3 separate regions of the Drosophila melanogaster genome follow, and all the other regions are linked to region 2. The links are chromatin contacts, called in public Hi-C and HiChIP or PLAC-seq maps. All regions are on one chromosome and are shown on one strand. Each heading gives the region's core, a stretch centred on a gene start, on an enhancer-like site or on the middle of the called end of the contact. The rest is flanking DNA. Distances are from core to core; before and after follow the strand shown. Region 1 holds the start of CG3638. Region 2 holds the start of CG3655. Region 3 holds the start of CG14629.

The links. A called contact is a pair of places that touch in the nucleus more often than the background predicts. HiChIP or PLAC-seq counts read pairs in DNA pulled down with a chosen protein or histone mark.
Region 1: a contact with region 2 is called in a Hi-C map of the Kc167 cell line, with 2.2 times the contacts expected there. The contact joins the promoter of CG3638 here to the promoter of CG3655 in region 2. A contact is called at or near these places in 4 of 107 Hi-C or Micro-C datasets (the Kc167 cell line, the OSC cell line, the S2 cell line and 1 more) and 2 of 6 datasets of contacts at active chromatin or transcription factors (both in the Kc167 cell line).
Region 3: a contact with region 2 is called in a Psq HiChIP or PLAC-seq map of the Kc167 cell line, with 6 times the contacts expected there. The contact joins the promoter of CG14629 here to the promoter of CG3655 in region 2. A contact is called at or near these places in 15 of 107 Hi-C or Micro-C datasets (the D17-c3 cell line, the Kc167 cell line, the OSC cell line and 9 more) and 2 of 6 datasets of contacts at active chromatin or transcription factors (both in the Kc167 cell line).

Annotation. Positions count from the first base shown.
Region 1 is chrX:1,234,576-1,238,971 of dm6, reverse strand. It overlaps CG3638, which reads left to right and starts at 2,288. Exons shown (of 11, transcript NM_166874.3): 1 at 2,288-2,527. It overlaps CG11403, which reads left to right. Exons shown (of 3, transcript NM_130542.4): 1 at 1-944; 2 at 1,009-1,206; 3 at 1,265-2,099. The coding sequence ends at 1,897.
Region 2 is chrX:1,133,646-1,138,514 of dm6, reverse strand. CG3655 reads left to right here and starts at 3,619. Exons shown (of 5, transcript NM_001103392.2): 1 at 3,619-4,330.
Region 3 is chrX:1,049,501-1,053,711 of dm6, reverse strand. It overlaps CG14629, which reads right to left and starts at 2,187. Exons shown (of 1, transcript NM_130525.4): 1 at 1,081-2,187. The coding sequence starts at 2,172. The coding sequence ends at 1,213. The region is part of intron 1 of lncRNA:CR44779 (long non-coding RNA:CR44779); the gene reads right to left.

The DNA of each region.
Region 1 (4,396 bases), core at 1,039-3,538, 100 kb before region 2:
GATGCCCGTTTAAAGCGGCTTCCCTGGTGGAATCCCTCAGGGATTTGGCTTTGACCGAACCGCTGGACATCGAGGAGCTGGCCAATGAGGGGACCGCCTGCGGTGGCTGCTCGTATTACGCCTCAAGATCCGCTGTGGAGCACGCTCAACTTATACTACTGCCGTATCAACTGCTGCTCCAGAAGTCCGCCCGTAACCAGCTGGGTATAAGTCTTAAGGGGTCAATCGTCATAGTAGATGAGGCTCACAACCTACTGGACAGCGTGGCCCAGCTGCACGGCTCCGAAATCAGCCGTCAGCAGTTGGAGCGGGCCAAGGTGCAGATCTCCGGCTATAAGGACCACTTCCAAAAGCGTTTCACCACCAAGAATCTCCTGAAAATCAACCAAATCATCTTCATAATTCGCCGATTGCTTAAGATTCTAGATCAGCGCAAGGAATTGCAGTCCAACGGCTGCAGCATGATGCGCACCTATGAGCTAACCGCCGAGGGTGACTTCTTCAACATCGATCTGTGCGAGCTTCTGGACTTTTGCGCTCGCACTCGTTTCGCGAGGAAAGTACAGGGACGTGCAGACAGAATGGAGCGGGAACCACGGCCGAGTGAGAATCAAGCTCCTGTGTCAACGGCGAGGAGTCTGATCCTCCAAAGATTGGCAAGCGAGCAAAAGCTGAAAGAGAAAACCAAGTCGGTCAAAAGAAGAGTGGAAGACATCAATAAGGAAGATAAAGCGGAGGAGTTGCAAGAACAGCAGAAGCCAACGAAGAAGCCGGTCGAGGAAGTAGCTCCTTCGCCAATCAGACCATTGCTGGCATTTCTGGAAACCCTCACCAGCAATGCTGAGGATGGCAGAATTTTGGTGGATCCCGTGGGGGGAACCTTGAAGTACATACTCCTCGACCCCGCCGAGCAATTCGCCGACATCGTTGCAGAAGCCAGAGCGGTAAGCTACGCAAATCCATGCTATATATGTATGCACCTTTTAATCACAGTGCAATGCTCGATAGATTGTGATCGCTGGCGGAACCATGCAGCCCACTAAGGAGCTGAAGGAGCAGCTATTTACCGGTTGCCATGATCGTTTGGTCGAGCGTTTCTACAACCACGTGGTGGCGAATGACGCGATCTTGCCCTTTGTGATATCCAATGGCCCCAGCGGTGCTCCGCTGTCTTTTAAGTTTGCTCATAGAGGCAGTGCAGAAATGGTGAGTCCCTTTTGATATGTCTTCCATATTTGCTCCCTTATTGATGGCTCCACTGCAGCTCCGGGAGCTCTCAATGATTCTTCGGAATCTGTGCCAAGTGGTGCCGGGCGGAGTAGTTTGCTTCCTGCCGTCCTACGAGTATTTAGACAAGGTCTACAAGTACCTGGAGCAGTCCGGCACCCTCGAGACGATTAGCGGCAGGAAAAGCGTGTTTCGTGAGGTCTCCGGATCGGCCGAGCAGCTCCTGGACAACTATGCGCTGGCCATTAAGAGACCTGCTTCGTATGGAGCCCTCCTCCTGAGTGTCGTGGGAGGAAAGCTCTCCGAAGGCCTGAACTTCGCTGACGATCTGGGCAGAGCAGTGCTCGTAGTGGGCCTGCCGTATTCCAACAGCCTGTCGCCGGAGCTGCGCCAGCGAATGCAGCACCTGGACGAGAAACTGGGACCGGGCGCAGGCAACGAATACTACGAGAATCTCTGCGTAAAGGCTGTCAACCAGTGCATAGGACGGGCAGTGCGCCACATCAAGGACTATGCCTGCGTATATCTGCTGGATAAGCGTTTTGCGGATCCGAAGATACGCGGCAAACTGCCGAAGTGGATTTCCCGCCACATCGTGGAGGCGAACGCCGCGAATGGAGGCTTTGGAGCCGTGCAAGGACGCACGGCTAGGTTCTTCAAGGGCAGATGAGCCTTGGGTACACCTTCTTCCATAAAGATCTTAATTGTATTTTAGCTTTAATTCTTAGCTATAGTATCAATATACTAGATTGTAATTGTATTTTAGCTTTAATTCTTAGCTATAGTATAGTATATTGAAGTCTTTATTTTTTCTTATAAAAATAGCATTTGTAGGCCATTGTAAATGGTTAAATAAAGTGCATAGCAATTTTAATTATTTCGAAGAGGAACAGTAGAGCCATCTGTTGAGAAAATAATTATTGGTGCTCAAAATTTTGCATAGTGCATTTTTTGGTTCGAGCAGCGGCTAAGCACTTTGCCGAGAAACGAATCAGGGCTGCAGGTGTACATGGACAAGTATTCGATTTTTGCCACCTCTCTGCCATCATCGATAGTATTCGATAGGCATCGATTTTATTTCCAGCTCTAGCAGAACTGCGTTTTTTCCCCGTGTTTTCGTTGTTCTCGTGTTTTAGGCCCAGAAGTTCTTGTGCGAATGAACATGTAAAGCCGAACCGATTTGTGCGGTGGATCGGGGACTAAAGATTCGAGCTGTGCGAGGGCTTCAAAGCGAATTGACGGCGTCGTGCAAGGCATCGAAAACGAAAACCTTCGAAGCACTCGTTCTTCGTGTGTGTGTGTGAGTGCAGTGTGTGTTTTCTCTGTATGCCGTTATGTTGTTTACCTATTTTTTGTTTTAAATAAAAAGTCTTGCGGCGAAGCAAGTTTGAGTTTGGTACTCCTTTTACAGCCACTCGATTTTTTAACCCACACACAACCACCCCCACCCCCACGCATTGATAAGCGAGTATGCTTGTTTGTCTTTTATCATTAATGCTACAAAAAAGCGACCGAGAAGCAAGTCGGCGCTATTGAACAAATGTCCAATAAAAGGGGCAACGTACCCAGTGAATCTGCCAGTGTGCGGTTGAAATTATATAAATTAAAGCCATTCTAACAGAAGAAGCAGTCAAGATTGGCTAGATTCTAGAGCTAAGCTCCCGTTTATTCAGACACGCATTCACTAGCAATACAGGTTGTTGCTAAATGTAATTTTAATAGCGCATCATAGAGCTGAATATCTAATGCTCCACCCCCCCGGTGACCCACCATTTAGTGGTTATTCTTGTTAGTTGCTGTCGCCATTGTGTTTGTCTCCACTCCACTGGCAAACTCGTTTTGCTTGACTTTGATGGAAGCAGAGAATGAAAAAAAAACACAAAAGAGGAAGGCAACTGGCACACATTTAAAACTGAAAAATCAGCAGAAAGAGCTTCGAGTCGAAAACCAGCTTGCAGTTGCACTTTGGAAGTTGATTTTGGAGTTGGGTGCAAGTGAGTGCGATATCGTTATCGATAGCTTTTCCTTCAGCTTGTTTACTTCTCGGACTCCGTATCTATTCTACAACTGTCCATTTGCGCCTCCTCTTTATCGTGTTCTTTTCATTCCCCATTATCCAGAGTAGAGAATACCCTTCCATCCAATGCAACGGCGTATGCATACGAAAGCCACTGCTGATTTATCATATATATATTTCTGCTTTCTTCCAGAGCAAAGTAATTGCATCGCATGATAGCCGTTAGTTGTCCGTGGACATGTTTCTTCTAAATACATTCTACATTATGTGCAGGGTATCCAGAAGTCGCCATCACCTTGTTCGTAAGCCACTCTTTTCTCTCTGAGCAGAATGAGCGGCGCAGGTCCCTTCTTTGTTAGTGATGGCAATTTGTAGGAGAGCAAGACATGCCTATTACAGTTGAAAATCGAAATTAAATATAAATATAAATTCTAGTATTATATTAATAATTTTACCATGAGCTGCACAAATTCCTCTTAGATATGTTGAACTGAATATTAGCTAGAATATAACGAATCCCTCGCCTATCAAAAGTTAATGCATTGCATGTTAAAACTGAGTTGACGCAACTGTGCTCTCCCTACGCTCTCTCTCTCTCTCCGCTACTCTCTTCCGTGGCGGCTCTGTCGCTGTCAGAAAAGTCTATTTAAGCAACCGCGAATCGTGCTCTTTTTGTTATTGCACTCTGAACCGCGCGACGGTTGTCATCGCAGGACCGAATCGAATCCGAATCTCGAATAATTTTCAACTCGACAGAGGCAGAGGTTTCGTTTCCGCAATCGCCGGGCTGGAAACATATATCCGTTGCATCTAACCGGATTGCGGCAGGGGAAGCCCCGTTTATCAGGATGATGTTCTGATATATTTCCTAAGCACCTCAGACGGTAGAAGTTGGGGAAGGAGTAGAAAAGCAGGAGGAGGTTGCGAATCGGAACGAATCGGAAACGAAACGGGTCGCGGCTTGAAACGAAACGGTAAATGAAAAAACGCCCTGAACGCCCGACTTACGGCTACTAAATCGAGCTAAAACCCCGATCGCGGTGTCTTGCAGTGAAAATCCAATCAAAAAATTCTAAAAATCTGGCGAATGCAATTGGCTTGAATCAAATGTGCCGAATGTAAGCCGCGTGACTTGGGAGCATACTACTTAGT
Region 2 (4,869 bases), core at 2,370-4,869:
CGGATTCATTTTATTTGTCCTTCTTTTAACAACACCCTCCCCCCCCCCCCACACTGTTTTCCGTACTGCCAAAAAAGTTTTTCGCCTCGCCGTCGACTTTTTGACACTGTCGTCATATGCAGTTCATGCAAGAAAAGCGGAATTCCATCACCCACTTCCGCCCACATTGCCATGGAATTTCCCGCCCGTTCCTCGCAGCATCCTTGCATTTTCTTAGTTTTTGTTGTTTTTAGCGCTGTCATCATAAACGCAGCCTTATTAAAAGTGCACGAAACTTTTATATTAGTGCAGACAGCAACACGCTTCTACGCCCCTCAAGCTTTTCAGGTGGGTTGGAAAGGAAAGGTGGAAAGTGGAAAGTGGGCGGGGTCGTGTTGCTCTCCTGGTTATTGCCAAAAAGGCCATAACTGGGCGAACAGAGACGGAGGATGGCACTTGACTCAGATGCTAACCAGGAAATTATTATCAATGTACGCATAATTCATTAAAACGAGCAACTTTTTGCGGTCTCCGAAATCGGGGAAGCGTAGATTTTGGGGTAAAATGAAGACGATATTGCCAGGGAGAGCCATCACACATCCACTAACAGAAAGTCGTGCAAAATTTAGAATTTTAATCATTCCTCAACGACAGAAGTAGGCAACTAAAGCTGTCTTATGTAATATAATAATATCTGATAGATTGACGATCATTGGGGCTGTTTTGCGAACAAAATGCAATAAGATACCTTGAAGTCGTCGTGATATATGAATTTAGTGTATCTGAGAGTCGAGCAGAGCAGCAAGTCAGCCAGGAAGGAAGAAACTAACTAACTTTGTTAAAATTTCTCCCACACTTCCGGTCTTAGGCTAGTGCATCTTCCAGCTCGGTCTATCGCTGCGACATGTGTGCGGTTTCCACATCCCCCGACTTTGCCACTTATTTTCCACCCGCACTTGCCTTGCCACTCCTCAATGAAGTTGTCGTTGTCAAGTTTTAGACCTGAACTTTTCGCAGCTCCTCTATTTCCACGCCCACTTATGCCGCCCATTGCCGTGCATTGAAAAGCGGCCGCCTTCTCGGACCATTTTCCTTAACCCTTGTCTTATCCTCTCCGCTGGCTGCATTATAATTCGCTATTAGAAGTCACTTAAAAAGTTTCCCAAGTTTTCCATGCAGCTGCCAACATTGTTGTCAGCCACGCCCATTCGTAACCCCTCTAAATTTGCTTGGCCAAAAGTTGTGGGCGGCACAACAGTGGGTGACATTTTTTTAATTGAATAATTGTAGGCATCGTGCCAAGGGATTTCGCGTAGAGACGCATTCCTTTTCCACAGCCATTCCCGGGCTGGGCAATTACAGCAGGATGAGAGAGAGAGAGAGAGAGCTGGAAAATTCTAGGAAAAAACCAAAGTGATACTTGAGTAAAAGGATTCCGAGTTAAACACCAGGCTTTTATTTACTGCAATTGAATTGGCTGCCCGAAATAAAATACAACTACATGCGATGTGCGGAACAGCTTTAATTTTCTCAGCCCCGAGTTCCCTTGGGATAATGGTCAGTTTGCTTCTTCCAGCTCTTTTCAGATTAAGTCCCCTTTGCTGCCTGAAATTGGCAGACATTAATGGGTTAATTTGCATTAATATATTCAATTGGATGGCTCTGCCACCGGGGAAAAGCTTGGTGTTCCAGCAATGTCCTTTTGTTTTCCGCATTTTTGCTTTTGTTTTTGTTTTGCATGTTTGCGTGGCACTTGTTGTTCTTTTTACACTGTTTAATTCGATTTGCCAGCGCATTGCAATTTAATTTATTTTTCAGCCAGCCAACGAAAGTCCTGCTGCCACTTTTCGATCCGAAATGCATAATTGCATTTTAAGCGCTCACAAACAAAGACACTGCAGCACCCATTCCCATTTCGCCCCTCGAATTTCCACGCGATTTTGCCCACGTTTCCCCTCATTTTCCACCGCAAGTCAACTGAAGCTGAAATCATCATTAAAGTAATTATAACTGTCAATGAAGGGCTTGCAAAGTGCAGATAAGGATTAATAGGAAAGCGAGAGCGAGAGCGAGAGCGAGAGCGAAAAAGCGACATCCTCATAAAGGTAATTGCCGGCATAATGATCTTTCTAAATTTTCACCTGGCCAAAAGCAAAGGACCCAGGCTGTGTAGGGCTCACTTGCCTGAGGCTTTGGCGCTCATCCAGTGACTAACTGGCAAATATTATTGACATTTTGGGCTCCACTTAACGTGGGACATGCGAGAGGGAAATCAACATTAATATGTTGAAATATGTTCTTTGGATCTGATGACTGATCGGGAAAGTGAATTAAAGTGAAACGAAAGTTGGCGAGCAAAACATTTAGTGGCTAACAAGCGATTGGCAAATATAGAGTATAGATGGTACATATGTACATACGTTCAAGCATATATCGAAACTTGCTTCCAAAACGTTGATGCTCGACATTGCGCACTTTTGCTTTACACACTTGAGGCTGCTCAAGTGAAGAGCAGGTCAAACAAAAACGCAACAAAGAACTCCATACGCAAAACGAAGCTATTGGCGGTTGGCCAGGTTGACCTTGACCTTGGGGGGCAGCAGTTGGTGCTGGGGCCTCCCCTCGAAGGTCGGCGAACAGTGTTGTAGTCTCGTTTCAGCCGCATTCAAATTTAACAGCCAATTGGGATGCAATGCGCGCTTAATTACACAACATTTATGGAAACCAGTACGCGTAGTGTTTCAAAGTCAAGTGCAAAAGGCGAAGAGAAGGAGAGAATATTCAATCCGCATATTATATACCCTCAAAGTTGTAGAAACACTATATATCGTGTATATTGACGCATCGGTTTGGTGATTACGGTGTAATTTAATCATTGCGTTCACTTGGATCGAGAATGAACATCAAATGAAAAATACTTTTGCTTAAAAAAAAAAATGATCAAACTAATTAAAATTCTCGCTACGCACTCGAAGCTAGCGCCATCCCGCTCGCACCCCCATTCTGAAGTCATATCCATTATAGGCATGTTCATATATCGAACTATTTGTTTTCGATTTGTTGCATTGTGCCTTGGCCAATAATTAATAGCTGTGGCCAAAATCAAATGTTAACTTAACATACATAGATTCCCAGAGCAGCGAACATGTTCGTCGCCTCGCGACTCCCGACCACTCCGCACTAACCAAACTGTTGCGCTTGAAACCGGCCGCTACGCCTGCGCACGCGTCTGCCGTTGCGACGAGCAACAACAAGGCGCTTGGAGCAGAGTGATGGCACGACGGCTATCGAACTCCTGGCTATCTGTCGCTTTTCAAGCTGTCATAACACTGGTTGCTCTGCAAACTACAGATGATACGGATTACAGATGATATGGCTGCTTATTTTATACAAAGCGGTTCATCTGGCAGCAAAATCTCTTTTGTTACAAAAATATATAGACAAAGTATAAACTCGATTTTTCTCTCGATATGATTATTTCCTAGCGCCAAGGTGTTCGATTGGACAACACCATCGGGTTGCTTGCCCAGCAAAAGTCGGCAAACACACGACTTCGAACATGTTGCCAAGTTCGAACGCGTTCGATGTTCGACTGCAGCGGCAGAAAACCGGTGCCGTCACAACGAAAAACACGTCTGGCTTCAGTCGACAAAATTTTTTAATGCGCGCGGTTGTGCGTCGCTCCGTGGCTGAAATTTGCGATTTACGATTCGGGACTTGCGATTGTGCTGACCATTTGCCAGTATTTGATTCTCGATTTGTGGTGATTGTACCCGCCGGAATATTTGATGACCGCGAAAATGCAGGAGTTTTGAAACTAGTGGCTCGCCCCAAGGACAAAGAGGATAGAAGGATAGAAGCTAGCAAAAGGAGGCTCCGTTTTCACGTGCTTATTATCGCTCTCTCTTTCGAGCGCGCTCGTGTGTTGGTGAATGTTTATAATCATTTTTTATCTCGACGATCAATCGTTTGATACGAGAAGAAACCCAGAAGGGAATAATTTAAGTGCCGCTTTTTGTTGTAATACCGAAGTCAATACATTTTTTTCGAGTGGATGGATGTGTGCTGTTTGAATTTTGGAAAATACAACAACTAGAGAAAGAGAGGAGAGGCGAATAAGAAAGAAGAAATAATAAATAGCAAGTTGAAAGAAATTGAAAAAAAAACCGGATTCCCAGCAGAAACAACAACTAAAGAGCAGCATCAAAAGAGAAGAAAAGGAAGAAGCAGCAGCACAGGCTTCCAGTATTCCATATCTTCTTGTTGTTGCGCACACGCACCAGAAGAGAGGAGGATCGACCAGGCAGCTGTTCTCTGGCTCTCTGGAAAGTGGTCAAAGGAGAAGGAGGAGGTAAGTCAAATAAGTGAAATGTTCTCTCTTTGGCCTTCCGTTTGCGTGGGTGCGAGCGAGATGGCGCAGGCGCAGCCGTTTTCCAATTGTTGAATGCTTTTTATGTTTTACGAGAGAAAGGAACCCTTTTGTTATTGCACACAGTGTAAAAAAGGAAATGCGAAAGAGAATCGTATCGATTCCTTGTAAAATTGTTATTAATTCATTTGAAATTACACCCAAGAAAGAGGAGGGCTAGAAATGTAGTACACGGGCCTTGCACGCCTCTACTAATTCCACTTCTGATCGCATTTCACACTTGCTCTCTCTCTTGTCCGTTCTTTCCTTTTCAAAAGTAAAATCGAAAGTTGCAGAACATAGAAATAGTTAATTGTCATCCTCAGTTCAGTTTTCTACTTTTCCCATGGTGCTCCACTGATCCATTTGTTGGCGATTTGAGGAAAAAGCGTTTGGGAAGGGGCGCAAAAAGTCATTTCCAATAGTTGGTGACCGACCATTCAGACTGACATAATGAGCTATAAAGAAAAGAACGATGAACG
Region 3 (4,211 bases), core at 938-3,437, 83 kb after region 2:
CGGACGCCAAGGCTAAGTCCTTGCCTTCGGGTTTACACCGCCAAGGATGACAAACCCCCAGTTGCAGTCGCCTGTGAAATGATGACAGTTACGGTTTCACTTTTTGCTGTCCGACTAAGACTGCCGGAAATCGCAATAGCAGAGAAATGCCCCATTCACGGATGGCAGGGTATGCATGCAGCTAAGTAAACTTAATTTTCCTCCGAAACTCAGCAACTTGCTGGACGGATTCATTATTTTGTCACCCATCTTGAGGTCAACGTTTATCTTTATCTACAATTGAAGAAGCAATAAGATTTTGCTCAGTTGAGAAACTCAAGCTGCTCAATCAAAAAGCTAAGTATGTAGGTTTTGTATTGGTTTTCATGGCATCCGATGATGACCAGGGTTTCCAAAGGCTGCAGCAAGTGAAGAAACTTATGAAATAAGACGGAATTCGTCGCAAATCAATTTGCTTATCGCGCTGCCACGCTCGAAACTGAGTCCAGCCAGCCATTGCCAGCTAAGCCCCATTTCTCCTACTTTCTCCCAATATCTTCCCTTCCCCTCCGGCCATCCAGCCAGCAATCCCTTTGTCTTTGTCTTTGTCTCTGGCGATAAGAGACGCGTTCGAGTGACCCTTCTTCAACCAGCGCAGCTTTAGCTTCTGCTCCGGATTCGGATTCGGATTGTGTTGCTCTCTACAAGTATATTCCACTGTTTCGGTTGCTACAGCTATAGCTTCTGTAGCTGCTGCCGTCCGATAAGCGCAATATGGTGCGACTGCACTGAGAGAAATGAATGCCTGCCAGACGCTGAATATGGAATTTGGAATGTGTGCGAAAATGTGATGATAACGATCAGTGACACGGCTTTAAAGGTTCTTATTATGACGTTGCCTGGCCGTAAATTCAAATTCAAATTCAAATTCTGCTACTAAAGTCAATCAAATTATTGACAGTGGACCTGGGATGACCCCAGTTGCCGTTCATATTTCAGGCTTGTGTTTATGCAGCTTAACACTTTGGGCCCCGCTTCCTTAACCCTCATTCCACAGCCGCCTGCCTTTCCAGATGCCCGGAGTTGAAAAGGGAATCCGTTAAGCGGCTTACGCCGGGCAGCAGTCCGTCCGTCCGTCCGGTGCACAGACTCCGTTCCCGACTTTGCAAAGTTTATTAAACATAATTATAAAATATCAACCAAAAAAAAAAGAGAGAGAGAGAGCGGGGAATGTTAGGCCAGTCGGGCGAGGAAAGTGGCCATTAGCAGGCTCGCAGAGGTCCAGGTGAGATGAAGGGATACGGATGAGCCGGACTGGGATCCACTGGTCAAGGGCAGGGCTCTGCGGTGCTGCAGCTTGACCCTGTCGATGTGGGGCTGGCAGGAGGACTCCTTCCTCACGTATCGAAACATGGACTCCACGATATTGCTGGGAGTGATCGTATCGCACTTCTCCAGCAGACTGACGGTGCACGTCTCGAATGCGTAGAGGTCGACGCACTGCTTCGGACCCAAGACCAGCTGGGGCAGATCCCACTCCGGGCTAATCGACTTGGGCAGATATCCGGCGAAGGAAGAGTTCAGGCAATTGGCGATGCCTTCGCGACTCTGCTGCAGGCACTCCGGGCCCTCTTCGGCGATAAAGAGCGCAATCTGGTCTCCGTTCTTGTAGCATATGAACTCCAGCAGCTTGTCCGCAATCCTCTGCAGCACCGCGTTGTGGGTCTTCTCATCGGTGGTCAGGCAGGGCAGGATCGCGTCGTTGAAGTTCTTCAGACAGGTCTTGGCCTGCGGCAATCGGAGGCAATACTTCTCGAAGACCACGTCCAGGTCGCCCTTGGGACTCGCCTCCTCGATCTCCGCCTGGATCTCCGTCATATTGGCCAATCCGGAGAGGCATTCTGCGAGGTGAATGCCCGCATCCTCGATGGACTTGCTCAGGGCAGAGGCGTTAACAGATCCTTTCGGCAAATGGTCATTGGCCTTCTCGCACTTCGACTGCAGCCACTTTTGGAAGTCGGCCAAGGTCACATTGGTGTTTTGCAGGCCTTGGGGCAGATAGTTTGACCTTAGCTGGTCCACATCCACGTTCTCCAGCAGCGACGGATCCAGGGAACCAGCCAAATCCACAGATCCAAGCACGGCGTGAACCGCGAAGGCCAGTAAAAGCGGACAAAGCGACCAGCTCGACATTCTCGCACTAACTGGCTGCAAAGTGCTGAGAGTCGGAGCTCGCAGCCGCGGTTTCTTATCTCCACGATGTGGGGTGGTGTAGTGTGCTGCGCCGCTGGGGCGACGGAGGGGTCAATGTCTGAGATTAGGGCGCCCCACAAAGCCAATCGCCCGCCTTATTCGTGTATCGGTAATCAGTCGGGTGTTTACTCATAACCATCGACACAGTACGAGTATGCCGTCCGTATGAAAAACCAATGTGGCAGGAAACTGAGAATGTGAAATCTGTATCGGTATCGGAACTATACACAAACTAGAGCATCACAGCAAGCACACATTTTAGTAGGGTGCTACCCAAACGAACGAAATAAAGTTCTTTTGATTTAGTCCAATGTGTAACATTACACACTTAAGTTGCAATGGACCAAACACAGTTAAGTTGCAATGGACCAATCACCCAATAAAAGTCTCGGCGCTGTCTGGCCCAAAACGGCTTAAGTTGCGATTATAGCTCGATTTTATTGATTACGTTTGATGTGCGCCCCTAAGATGATAAACCTGTCTGCAGTTCAAATAGGGCCATTGATAATAAGTTGAAACTAAGGCAAATCGTAATTGGTTTCGCTGTTATCAAGGGATTAATTTCGGGCACTATACATTAAGACTTTCCCGCTTCGAAAGAGCGTGAGATCGAGTAAGTAATCGAGGCATTCGAGCTGATAGCAATTTAAAAGTCGTTGGTGCGCGATAAGCCGTATCGTCTTTCTTATCTTGATCGCATGGGATTATCGTTGAATCATGTTCAGTAAGCCTAATTAGATGATTATATATATAGAATCTTAACATTTAGCAGCTGCTAGCGAATATCTTGGCTATCTATTGCTACTAAAATCACTCGAAAATGCTCATTAATACATTTTCTACACGGATCAAGCTTCATTCAAAAGTCTTCCTCTGCAGCCACCATGCCACCCACTATGCGGGGTAGAAATATAACAACACTTGCAGCAGCACGACCATCCAAAGAACACCGACAGCAACTAAAAACGGGAGCAGCGAGCAAGAAAGTAACAATTTATCTTCGTTTGTTGCGGAAGTTGCAAGCGCAATAAACAACATCGGAAAGGGGCGGCTGGCGGGAGGGGCGTGGCTTGGCGAGGCGAGCATAGGGTGCCTGGCACAGCGAATTTTCGGTTAAAAATTATACCGAAAATTGCAGCTAGCGGAGCTAAAGCCAAAGCGGCAAAAAACGGGGGAATTCAGTGCAAATTGAAATGAAGCGCGTGGCAGGGATTCCTAAAAAATGAGCACAATTAATTGCTGCTCACTGTTTCGCTTGTGGGCGTGGCCAGGGGCAGCACTTAGTCGGCGGCAGGCAGTGGGCGGCAAGGGGCGTCGCACAATTAGTTGGCTGCAATGTGCTAGCATTTCTGCATTTGTCCAAGGTAGCAACAAATGCTGCCAACGTGCAGACGGATATTCCTCTGCTGATTCGGGATAATTAATCTATCAATTTCGTACTAATTAAACATTTGGGCCTACATTTTATGAAGTCCGATGGACGGAATTGTTGTCATTGCCAGTGAATCAATTTGGGGAATTAAATTCTCCGCAAAACTAATGAAGGGAAAAAATCCCTTCATTTTAAATAAATGACACATGAAATCAGGCCATTCGGAGGCACACTTGTGGCATTTTCCGTCCGTCGGTCGCCAGTTATAGATGCATAGATGGGGCTGCACAAGTGGGTGGCAGGATGCAGCGGATGTTTGGCGACCGCCTAATTGCAACTGCCAATAGGGGGATGGGTCAAACGGAGGGGCAAGGAGCAGGCGGATGCCATTTGCCAATTGCTTTGCCATCGCTTCCGTTTCCGCTTTGTCGTTCGCTCATGTGTGTGCGATGCGATGGCCAATGATAATTAGCTTGAGGATGGTAATACAGATATTTGTTGCTGGCAGCAGGAGCCTAAGCATTCGAAGGTTTCTTTTGCAATGCAATGACGTCAAAATCATGCAGAAATGTGCTTAATTTAATTTAAATTCTTTCGCTCTGACTGA